Regions from separate parts of the Pan troglodytes genome. Here region 2 is linked to region 1. Evidence: chromatin contacts called from public Hi-C data. All regions are on one chromosome and are shown on one strand. Each heading gives the region's core, a stretch centred on a gene start, on an enhancer-like site or on the middle of the called end of the contact. The rest is flanking DNA. Distances are from core to core; before and after follow the strand shown. Region 1 holds the start of LOC100613860 (putative uncharacterized protein FLJ41423). Region 2 holds the start of LOC100614109.

The links. Hi-C and Micro-C count contacts between places; a contact is called where the count stands out from the background.
Region 2: a contact with region 1 is called in a Hi-C map of stem cell-derived neural progenitor cells, with 4 times the contacts expected there. The contact joins the promoter of LOC100614109 here to the promoter of LOC100613860 in region 1. A contact is called at or near these places in 3 of 7 Hi-C or Micro-C datasets (induced pluripotent stem cells and stem cell-derived neural progenitor cells), 1 of 1 datasets of contacts at active chromatin or transcription factors (stem cell-derived excitatory neurons) and 1 of 1 other capture datasets (stem cell-derived neural stem cells).

What each region holds. Positions count from the first base shown.
Region 1 is chr9:49,382,656-49,385,393 of NHGRI_mPanTro3-v2.0_pri, forward strand. LOC100613860 (putative uncharacterized protein FLJ41423) reads left to right here and starts at 1,282. Exons shown (of 1, transcript XM_003312999.5): 1 at 1,282-2,385. The coding sequence starts at 1,282. The coding sequence ends at 1,785.
Region 2 is chr9:49,779,346-49,782,151 of NHGRI_mPanTro3-v2.0_pri, forward strand. It overlaps LOC100614109, which reads left to right and starts at 1,511. Exons shown (of 2, transcript XM_003313000.5): 1 at 1,511-1,740; 2 at 2,018-2,383. The coding sequence starts at 1,611. The coding sequence ends at 2,250.

The DNA of each region.
Region 1 (2,738 bases), core at 32-2,531:
GGGGAAGGGGCAGTCAGGAGGAGGAGGGGGCCAGCCCAACCGCCCTTAGCATGCACACCCTGTTATGCTTTTTGACTTAGACTTGGGAGCAGATGCTTTTAGATGTAGGTCTCCTTAGAAACAGATGCTATCCCTGTTCTAGAATATAGAATAGAGTAGTTCCCCATCCTCTAGGTGTGCTTCATTTGCTGTCCACCCACTCATCCATCTCTCGACCCACCCACCCACCCATCCATCCACCCACTCTTTCATCCACCCACCCACCCACCCATCCATCCACCCACCCTTTCATCCACTCACCCACCCACCCACACACCCACCCATCCTTCCATCTACCCATCCTTTTTGGAGCGACCACCTGCTTTGTGTCTGGCTCTGGGCTGAGCTTTGGAGACACCAGAACTCTCCATTTAGACAAACAGACACAGAAATCATCATAATACAGAGGAACCTGTTCAATGATCAATGTCTCAAATAAGTACTGTGGTGGCACAGATGACGGACTCCACTGGCAGGGAGAAGGGATCAGAGAAGGCTTTGGAAGACAGCAACCTGTGAGTGGGCCATAAAGGGCAAACAGTTTGCTAGATGGAGAGTGTGAGCGTGACACGGTGTGTAGGAGGGAAAGTCAGTTCTGCGAACTAAATCCTCTCACACCCACATTCAGAGCAGGGGCCTATCCCCAGGCCCCATGGAGCCCGTATTCGGAGGCTTATCTGTAGCTGCAACCTCTAAACTTGGCCCCATCTCCTGACATTTCTGAGTGAAAAGGAGCCACTCTTTAGTGTGTGTGCTGCAGGCTCCTGTGGCTGTCACAGTACAGTTATTGCGGAATTAACAGGGGAACAGCCATCCAAGTGGAGAGGCACAGAATACTTCCTGTCCTAGCTCTGCCTTCAACTCACTGTGTAACTGTGGACAGTTTCGGCCTCAGTTTCCCCATCATAAAGATGGGAGATTGGCTGTCAACTCTGCCAGCTTCCTGCCTGGAGCGCAGCCCTGACACCCTGCCTGCAAGATACACGTTAGCAACGACCGTTCTCTCTACACCAAGCTCATTTGTCTGAGCGTATCAGCAACACGACACCTCGCAGTTCAGTGGATTTGATGTGAGCTCCCGCCCCTGGCACACCTAGCGTGTAATACCTGCCCCTGAAAAGGGGCATTTGAAGGCAAAGTGCATGGCAGAAGGAAGCCTGTAGGTGGCGCTATGGCTCCGGTTGCCGAGCTGCTCCCGGGAGATCCATTTTCAGAGGATCTGAGAAAAACCCGGCAGGGTTGATGGCAGCTCTTTCTTCTCGGTGCCCTCGCAGTGCAGCAGGCCCCGCTTATTTGCAAGAAGCAGCCAGGTCAGCCCACTGGGCCTCCCCACCTCTTGTGCCCCTTCGCACATTTCAGAGCTCTCTCTTTTCCTCTGGGTCCTTCCATTCAGGAGAGGAGGAGGAGGAGGGGGTGAGCCTGTTGCGAACGGCGTTGGTGGGGCAGGGGCCGGTTCCCCTGTTTCTGGGGAGCCTTTTCTGTGCTGGTTGCAGGCAGGAGCCCTCAGTGTGGAGCTGCGGTAAGCCTGTGCCCCGTTGTATTTGGGTCACAGCCTCCGTGACCCCCAGCCCCCGCCAGGCACTCCACACCTGCAGTGATTCGCTTGATATTTTAAAAGCACTCCATCTTCTGCCTGCTGCCTTCTCTCCATTCATCTGGGTCCAGGTTTTCACCGAGCCATCTAATAAAGAATCCAGGGGGGAGAATGATGGGGGCGAGGAGAGGGAAAGTGCTAACATTTATTAAGTGCCCGCTGGGTGCCCAGCACTTCCTCAACAACTAGAGCAGCGGTCTTTCTGCTTTCTTTCAGCTGCATAACCCTTTCCTCCATCCAAAATCGCAAGCCTAACCTGGCCGTGTAAACAAACACCAGGGAAGCGCCTCTGATGGAAGGGGATGGGGCACCTAAGGCCCTGTCCCTCACCATGTAGCAACCTCCCCACTCCTAACAGACACTTTGGTGCTTCCATGAAACCTGGATCTAAAAGCTCTGTGCTCACTAAATCTACATATAACTCTCCAAGGAAATAGTATCCCCATTTTTATAATACCAAGCTAAAGGCCAGAGAGGGAGAATGTAGGATCACACACTTTTTTTTTTTTTTTTTGAGATGGCGTTTCACTGTCACCCAGGCTATAGTGCAATGGCGTGATCTCAGCTCACTGCAACCTCCACCTCCCTGATTCAAGTGATTCTCCTGCCTCAGCCTTCTGAGTAGCTGGGATTATAGGCGCGCGCCACCACGCCCAGCTAATTTTTGTATTTTAATAGAGATGGGGTTTCACCATATTGGCCAGGCTGGTCTCCGAGCTCCTGACCTCAGGTGATCCGCCTGCTTTGGCCTCTCAAAGTGCTGGGATTATAGGCGTGAGCCACCGCGTCCGGCCCAGGGACACGATTATTAAAGGGCAGAGAGCCAGACTGGGGAGGCAGGTGTGCTCCATTCCCAAGCCCATGCTTGCCCTGGCTCTGCGGGAAGACAGTAGGTGCTTTGCTTCCTGAGAAAGGGCAGGAAGAGGCGTGGCTCCTCCAGCTGTACGGACGACCAGGCCAGATCCACATGGCCCCCTTTGGTGCTTGGATGTCTGGTAAACTGCCTGCCAAGGAGGAACGCAGGTAGGACAAGAGAACTGTTGGTGGTGAAACGCATGGGGAATGGGTTCTGTGTCGCCAGTGAAATGGTCTTTCAACCTGCCAG
Region 2 (2,806 bases), core at 261-2,760, 400 kb after region 1:
TATGGCATTAAGTACTCGCCTCACATTTTTAAAGCCTCCATCTCCTTGTCTTTTAAAGAAGGGAATTGATGATGTTATGAAAACTGGATGAGAGAGTTTGCATATTGGTTAGATGGTTCCTGCAGTACTATTTTCATTATTTCCCTCTCTGAGCCTCAGTGTCTTCATCTGTAAAATGGGAATAATTAGCCTCACCTTGCCTAGGCTTGAAAGATCAGCCGGTAGTTTGAGACCTGCCTGGGCAATATAGCAAGACCCTGTTCACCACAAAAAGGAAAAAAAAAAAGGGCGAAAGATCAGTCTGTGAGTCAAGTAAGACACACATGTGAACGGGATGTGTGGAGTGCTTTGCTAACGCTCCATTGTCTTAGTTACTATGTGCCTGGTTTTCTGCTCAACCCTCCAGGGTACGACTTTGTACAAGTCCCCAGGTCTCAACAGGACAGTGGGTGATCAGCCTACCTGAGAAGTGAAACTCATGATTTGGGTGAGTAGACTAGAGGAGAATCACATCTTTCTTTCTTTCTTTTTTTTTAGACGGAGTCTCGCTGTGTCACCCAGGGATCTCGGCTCACTGCAACCTCTGCCTCACCGGTTCCAGTGATTCTCCTGCCTCAGCCTCCCGAGTAGCTGGGATTACAGGCACACGCCACCACACCTGGCTAATTTGTTATTATTAGTAGAAATGGGGTTTCACCATGTTAGCCAGGCTGGTCTTGAACTCTTGACCTCAGATGATCCACCTGCCTCAGCCTCCCAAAGTGCTGGGATTACAGGCATGAGCCACCATGCCCGGCCTGAGAATCATTTCTTGAGCTATGATCTGTAACATTCAAATGAGCCTCTACGGACACAAAACAGAAAAATCATCAAAAAATGTCGGTGGAAAGTTCAGGTGAGAGAACTCAGGTGATGGTGCAGACAGAAGCAAGTAGGGGAGAAAGCTGGCTTCAGGGAGAGTGGTTAGGCCTTTGTGAGAAAGACTGGGGACTTCTCATATCATCCTCTGTGTCCCAGTTCCCAAAACACACACGCACATGGGCACATGCATGCAGGCACACAAAAACAAGCCCACACACCAGACGAAAAAATACAGATGCAGGTACACACACATGGACATGGACATGTGTGTGCCTGTGCCCATATAAACAAACATTAGTGCACACACACACTCACACACACACGGGCTCAAGCAGTATATGCTCACACACAACCATACACACAGATACGCACAGAGGTACATTCACACACAGACCAACACACACAGGCACACAGATGCATGCACGCATGCACGTGCGCGCGCACACATACACACACGTGCACCCACCCTCAGTGATACCTTCCAATCCACTGGCCTCTCCGAAATTAGCACAGACCATTTTCCCACGACCGTTTCTCGCTGAGCGTGTGATTCCAAAACTGTCCACAAGAAGGTGCTCGGGAGCCAGAATTCAGGCGTTCCCGGCCCGCGGACGCTTAGAGAGAGGAGCTTCGGAGTTATGGGGGGACCCACCCTTCCATTTAATAACTGAGAAAGCCACGGGAGGGGACTTGCTGGGCTCACAGCCAGTGATCCCTGCCCTGTTTCCTTATGGAGATTGCGGTCAGAAATGGGGAGTGGGGCAGAACCTGTCACTGTCACGGTCCTGTTTAGAGAGGAAGGTCGGAGAAACCAGTGCCGTGGAAGGCTCTCGGGCGTTGACAGGCGCTGTCCCCAGCTCACCGGCTCTATGACCCTGGGTAAGTTACCTGGCTTCTCTGTTCCTCAGTTTTCTCGTCTTCCCTGACCCAGGCTTTCCCGACTCCTCTAGGGGCCCCTTCCCCTCTCCATGAAACCTTCAGATCTCGGGCTGTTTTCCCCACTCAAGTGGCATCTCAGCTATCCCCTCCCGGGTTAGGCCTCCCTGGCCCCTATTTAACGGTGTCCCCACCCCCACCACTATCTTGTTTGTACCAACACTTGCTGCATGACCATGCACACTTGTTCATTTGTTCACGTTTATTTTGTCTTCTCCAGAAGAATGGGAACTTCGTAAGAGCAGGGACGTGAGGGTGAACTGCTCACCCGGGCACCGCTGGCGACCGGAACCCAGCTCCCTCCGGGCTCCGGGAGAGGCGGCCTCAGCTGTGTGCTGGTGCTGCCCTCCAGCGGCGCTGGGTCCCCATGGCACCTGGCTTTCTCCTGCTCCCCAGGGGCCTTTTCTTCTCCCACCCACCTGTCACCAGCTGCCAGGGCAAGTCTCTGTGTGACTCTAGGGTGAAGGTGGAGGGACCTTGCCTCCGAGGATTCATCCCACCTGGACTCCGATGAGTGAGGGACCCTCTCTGGCACCTGGTGTTTGAATGGCCAGCCTCACAGTTAATAAAGACAAGTTTGGTATCAGCTGTGGGATCCGTCCAGCAAAAGACACTTTTGGGTCAGAAATATAATGGTGCCTGTCTCGACATAGTCTAATAAGGAAAGAAAGACAAGCCAGTCCAACGGTCCCATTTTACAGATGAGGTCACTGCATCCCCACCTAGGACAGGAGGGTACAACGGCCTGGCCTAAGATAACCCTAGAATATGGTCACTCATTCTTCCACCCACTGAGAACCTCAGGGCAGTAGCGTTTTATGCAAAGCATGTGGTCCTGAACACCTTGCATAATTCAAAGCGTGCATAATTTCTGACTAATTTTGCCAGAGAAATGAATGCAAAGTAGAAAGGATGGGTTGCATACATTACTCCAATTGTGGCATATTTTTGCCTTAATGCTGCTTTTTATTTCCCTGGCATTATCGCTAATATTTCATAACGCACTCTC